2 separate regions of the Gossypium hirsutum genome follow, and region 2 is linked to region 1. A link is a contact called in public Hi-C data. All regions are on one chromosome and are shown on one strand. Each heading gives the region's core, a stretch centred on a gene start, on an enhancer-like site or on the middle of the called end of the contact. The rest is flanking DNA. Distances are from core to core; before and after follow the strand shown. Region 1 holds the start of LOC121229067 (GATA zinc finger domain-containing protein 24). Region 2 holds the start of LOC107904430 (30S ribosomal protein S6).

What was found. A called contact is a pair of places that touch in the nucleus more often than the background predicts.
Region 2: a contact with region 1 is called in a Hi-C map of leaf, with 2.3 times the contacts expected there. The contact joins the promoter of LOC107904430 here to the promoter of LOC121229067 in region 1. A contact is called at or near these places in 5 of 34 Hi-C or Micro-C datasets (callus, hypocotyl and leaf).

What each region holds. Positions count from the first base shown.
Region 1 is chrA05:33,250,409-33,253,348 of Gossypium_hirsutum_v2.1, forward strand. It overlaps LOC121229067 (GATA zinc finger domain-containing protein 24), which reads right to left and starts at 1,598. Exons shown (of 4, transcript XM_041112247.1): 1 at 1,196-1,598; 2 at 590-704. The coding sequence starts at 1,526.
Region 2 is chrA05:33,392,397-33,395,387 of Gossypium_hirsutum_v2.1, forward strand. It overlaps LOC107904430 (30S ribosomal protein S6), which reads left to right and starts at 1,708. Exons shown (of 4, transcript XM_016830813.2): 1 at 1,708-1,903; 2 at 2,685-2,757; 3 at 2,868-2,991. The coding sequence starts at 2,899.

The DNA of each region.
Region 1 (2,940 bases), core at 348-2,847:
TTTCTGAGTTGTGAAAGAAACTTGGATCAGCAAGTATCATGACTTAATTGGAAACGGATGTTATACAACATGACAAAACACAGGCATCTAAGGCAAAACTCTTAAGAGGGAACAACAGTCTTTCAGTCTCATCACACTCTGTCTCCTTCAAGACTCAATTACGAAAGGGAAGTGGAGAATATATGAATGAAAATGAATACAAAAAGACCATTGTAATCAATGAAACAGTTACTTCAGGCTTTTTTCTTTCTACTATCTACTATTCGAATATATGGCCAAGGTATCAAATGTACAACTATTTGGTACATTTTATTGATCAAAATTTTGGATTCATAATCTTATAGCCGTTGCCTGAAAGCTAACCACCAAAAGGGTTGAGATCAAAAGATCAAGATCACTTCCATCATCTATTTAATATTTTACAATTACATAAAAGTGACAACATTACAACAATGAAATCCCATTTCACCGCATCAATGTCTAACATACCATGCACATTTTGAGTATCCTTTGCCTTCTAAAGTCATGAAAGACTAAAATTTATCCAAAGACCATCAATAAATGCACAAACTGATGAAAAGAAAACCACCTTAAGCTGGGAGTCCTCGTTTCAAAAAGGCTACTCAAAGGCTCCGCAACTTCCTTCCCTTTACTCTTCTTTTTCTTAGCAGTGCGTCTCCTGTAAACTGTACAAGGCTCAAAATCTGCACAATCACAAATACATAAGATCAAAGCTATAATGTACAATCTGTTCGGCCCAAAATAAATGCACAATCCAGAAAACTAGGGACAAAGAAGAAGTTGAGAAGACAGTTCTACGGCATAGAATGCATTTCACATATAATTTCTAAAATTAAGCGCTTCCATAGATCAGTAACATAAATCGAATTCACAGAATTACAGTTTAGAGTCTAGATAACTTCACAAAATTCCACAGCACGGAATGCATTGTAACTAAAATATCTATAGCGTTATCTTAGAAGAAAATCTATATAGCTCAAACTGAACCAACAAAGTTCTATCGTCGCAAAATGTTATCAATTCATTAGCATTAAAACAAAAAATAACATTCTCCAGAACCTGAAAACCCAAATTCAAGAAGTAAAAACCCTAGACAATCCATAAACCCAAAGATCAAATCCCACTTTAAAAAATCCAACCAAAACCCAGAAATAAGCGAGACCCATCAAAATACCCGAAACGGAAGGTGTTTTTGACGGCGGAGACGGCTTGGAGCTAGGATTTGCATTGTCACTCGGACAAATTTCATTTTCCTTCTTGTCATTGTTATTATTATTTATATTTTTGGTGGAGTCAGTGGGAGTAAGCTTAGAGGTGCGCTTAAGGCTGGTATTGGGGTTGCTAGGAAGGGATTTAAGATCCGAAGGGTGCGAAGATTTGATTTGGGTTTTGATAGAAGCAGAGGAGGATTGTGAAAAAGGAAGAGAGGATGGGATTGTATTGGTGAGATCAGTGAGGGGTTTCCTGTTGCTGGCTTTTCTTCTTGGTTTTGTTGTTTCTTCCATATTTACTGGGATTTGCAGAGAATTCTAAGCTCTAGAAGGATGGAGTGATGAATCTGGTTTGGGGTTAGCGGGAAAATTCTGTTTTTTTGTTTTGTAGTTGGGCCATGAAACATCAACCAAACCTTGGGTTTTCATTTTTTGTTCAAATTGGGCCCTTTACCAAACTTGGATTCCCCTAATTCAAATTTGGTCTATGATATGTGCTCTCCAATTTTCATTTTTTATTTTGTTTAGCTTCCTTTCCAAAACTCTGAATTTACTTATTTTAAAAAAAAAATATTTTTTGCCGGATTAAACTCGATCAAGTCGGTCAATCCAATTGACTAAATCGAAAATTAATTAATAGAATTGTTGAGTTAGATTTAAGTAAATTATTTGAAATCGAGAAGTGAATCTAGTTAAATTAATTGATGGAGATTAAACCAGTCGATAGATGGAATTAGAATAATTATGAGTTTTGTAAATAGATTTAAAAGAGTAAAAGTATTATACCAATAAAGAAAGGGGTTGAAGAGTTTAGTTAGTGTGGTTGTAATTACAGCAGAATATGTTTTGTGAAGGAAGTGTAATAGGAATAGCGAGGAAAATCCTTGATTTGGATCTTAAAATCATTAGGTTGGTGTAAGCATATGATGTTCCAATATAAATCAAAATCTTCACCAGGATGGTATTTTATAAGTTAATGCAGGAAAAACATGTGCTTAGAACCCAATTTCTGTAGAGGATGCCATTTACTTCATTTCTATCTTATTCAAATAAATTATGCTACGTTTTATTTTATACAAACAACTTAATAGTTGGGGTGATATTTATAATAATAATGATTATTATGTTAAAGTATGTCACAAGTCTATGTACTTTTTAAAAGTTAAGAATTTAGTCTTTGTACTTATATTTCATGAAATTTAATTTCTCTTACTTTTTACATTTTAAAATTTAGATTCAAATGTTAACACTGTTTTTTTTTTGTTAAATTCATTGCTGTGATAATTTTCAAATAAAAAAATATTCACTCGGTAGTCATGTAATTAAAAAAATGAGTTTGTAACTAATTTAAATTTAACAAACAAGCATAAAAAAGTTAATGGTTGAACTTGAATTTTGAAATCTAAACAGTAAAGAGATTAAATTCCTTAAAATAAAAGTATAAGGACTAAATTTCTAATTTTTAAAAAGAACAAAAATTAAGGCTCATTTTAACTTTTTTATTTTTTCCTTGAAACTGTTTTGTTGAATGTACAAGGAATGCCAAGAGATCCAAGAAAAGCAGGGAAATTATCTCCTAAATTCAAATTGAACAAGTTTCACTTCGACTTTATTTTACATATGTTTAGATAGGGGCACAAAAATATAACCTAGCATGGTATTGATTATTGAAGTATGGAGAGTTTTATTAAATGACTCCACTTGATTT
Region 2 (2,991 bases), core at 458-2,957, 140 kb after region 1:
AGCTTGCCTATCTATCTTGCTATCCAAATGAAGCTCATTGTCAAGTTTGTCTCTACTCAACAAATGATCCTTCACATCTTCGAACGAGAGTTTGTCTCTGCCATAAATCAGGGTCTCCCTGAAAGACTTGTATGAAGGGGGTAAAAAGCACAATAATAGCATAGCCTGACCTTCATCGTCAATATGAACCTCAACATTCTTTAAATCATTTAAAAGAGTAATAAATTGACTGATGTGATCTCTAAGAAGCTCACCTTCGTTCATGCAAAACATAAATAGACGTTGTTTCAACACTAAACGATTAGCCAGAGACTTAGTCGCATAAAGAGTTTCTAACCTTTTCCACAAGGCGGATGAGATTTTCTCCATCAATACCTCCTGTAATACCGTATTCGCTAGGCACAACTGGATTTCAGACAAAGCCTTTTCATCAAGTTCTTCCCATTTTGTTTTATTTAGATTCTCAGGCTTTTTCCCGATAACAACCTTTTTCAAGCCTGATTGAACTAGAATTTCCATCATCCGAACTTGCCACATATTGAAATTTGTCTCACCATCGAACTTCTCAATGTTAAACCTTGTTGTTGCCATCTCTGAACAGGCTGATTTATGAAAACTGAACTAGCTCTGATACCACTTGTTAGGACTTCGACCCGATTAAGCAACGAACAAGAAAATAGCGGAATAAATTGAGAAATTAAACATACAGATTTAACGTGGAAAAACCCCTTCAAAGAGGATAAAAAACCACAGGCAAAGATAATTTTACTATAATGGCAAAAGAACGAAGAGGGCAAAAGATAGAGATAAAAATTAAACCCCGAAAACAAAGAACCCACAAAACGTAAACACAAAATTCGAAATAGAGTTTAACTGAAAGATGATTTCTCAAATTTGACTGAAAATAGGAGTCATATTTAACACTTAGTTTGAAATCAGTTCAATTTTTTTTAAAGGGTTGGTGGGTTTTGTACTAAGTTAAAGAAATGCCTCCATATGATTGTATGCTTTTTTGATAAAATGAATCCTTTACTTCTAATTTGACAAGAAAAATGGTATTGATGTTATTCCTCATATTACCAAAATTTGATATTATTGATATATTTTTATTATTTAGTCTGATGCTTTTGAGGCAGTTAAGGACATTCAAGAGGGTCTCGTGGAGGGCTCTAACTTTGCTCTAGTCAGGAGAATCCATCATCTGTTGTTATGATTTGATCACTGGAGTATTTGCCACATAAGAGAGAAGACAATCAGGATGCTGATAGATCGGTAAAGATGGCACATGAAAGAAGCTACAAGTTGCATATATTCGAGGATTCCCCATTTGGAGAAGGTCATAGGGCTATGTAGTTAGTTTTTTATTTTACTTGTCACAAAAAAAACCTTAACCAAATGTTCCCTAATTTCTTTTAAAAACATATTTATTTCTCCTTTGAATGAATAATTTTTTCTATAAATCTAACTTAATATACTCCCAATTTAAAAAACTTTTGCATCAAAATGAAAAGTAAATGCGATATTAGAAACTAAAGATGCATGAATAAAAAAATTAAGTACTTAACTCAAACTAAGGGCATAGTTTGAGGACCAACTATTAAATTAAGGCAAAGAAAGAAATCAAAGCTCGGGTTGGGGATAGCCCGACTTTGGACGGTCTAGTCACCATATCGGCCACGTGTAAGCAACAAGCCCTCCTCAAAGCCCACTTCAAATCTCAACCGTTGATCTGACAATCCGTAAAAAACAATTCCAAAACCCTAAAATTTATCTATATAAATACAAATCAATTGTGGCTGTTAGGGTTTCCAATTTGCAACACTATCCGGCACTTCCTTTCTTCCGTAATCTTACTTTCAGATTTCAGTCTCAGTAAAGCTGTTTTTGCACCAGCCAAAATGGGGTTAGTTTTCCTTTCTAAACCTTTTTTTTTTTTAATTTTTACAAAACGTTATTGTTTGTTCGTTTCCATTTATTCCTTTCTAAACTTTCTAAACAATGATAGCTTTGTGAATCATTTTTGCGATCGCCGTTTGTTTATTCCAGTAAAGTAGTACGTAAGATCCAGTTTATATGATTAGATGATTTGTGGGTCAAAGATTTCTTTTCCCATATGCTTCTGGGTGTTTTGGTTGGTGAGGAAACTGTGGAATTTGTGGGTGAGAATGTCTTCAAGTACCTGTTTGGTTGATGGGAAAACTGTGGAAGAAGGAATGGTATGTGAAAAATTAGGGTAGTATGTGGGGTTATGGCTGTTGGTCATGATTTTAAACTTGTTAAAAAAAATGATTGATGACCTTCTACACCAATGGGTATCTTTTAGATTTTATTTCTGTGATGCTTCCTTGTCTTGAAGATTGCTGTTCTAGGGAATTTGCATTTTCGTTTTGGTGATTTGGGGTTGGTTCTGAAAATTTCAAAAATTTTACTTGAGCATTAGTGATTGCTTCTGTTTTTGGTTATTTATTTGGTTCATAAGTTGGAAAATCGCAATTATTCTAATCGAACTGAACTTTATACATTTTTAAAATATTTCATAGTATTTAATTGTTTACATTATAGAAAATAAGTATTTTATTTCTAAATTGGTGAAAAAGAACTTCAAAATGCTATAGAAAAAAAAAAGGAGAGATAATTTAAATTACTAAACCAATGGACTAAAGTGTAGATTTCCGTTGGATCAGTTCAGTTATATACTCTTTCTCAGAGTAAGGGCTTTTGTTCCAAGTGGTTTACTGCTTCAGCCTTCAGCTTCAGGTATTTTTTTCAATTAAATTTATGGTGGGATTTTGTTCTATTGATGGCATTGATTATTCGATTCAACCTCAGTCTGAAATCAGTTCCATTTTTTTTGTTTTTTTTTAAAGGGTTGGTGGGTTTTTGTACTGAGTTAAAGAAATGCCTCTATATGATTGTGTGCTTTTATTGAAGCCCCATGTGAAGAAGGAGGGGCTCATCGATTTGGTAGCACGTGTAGGTAGACATGTTTAT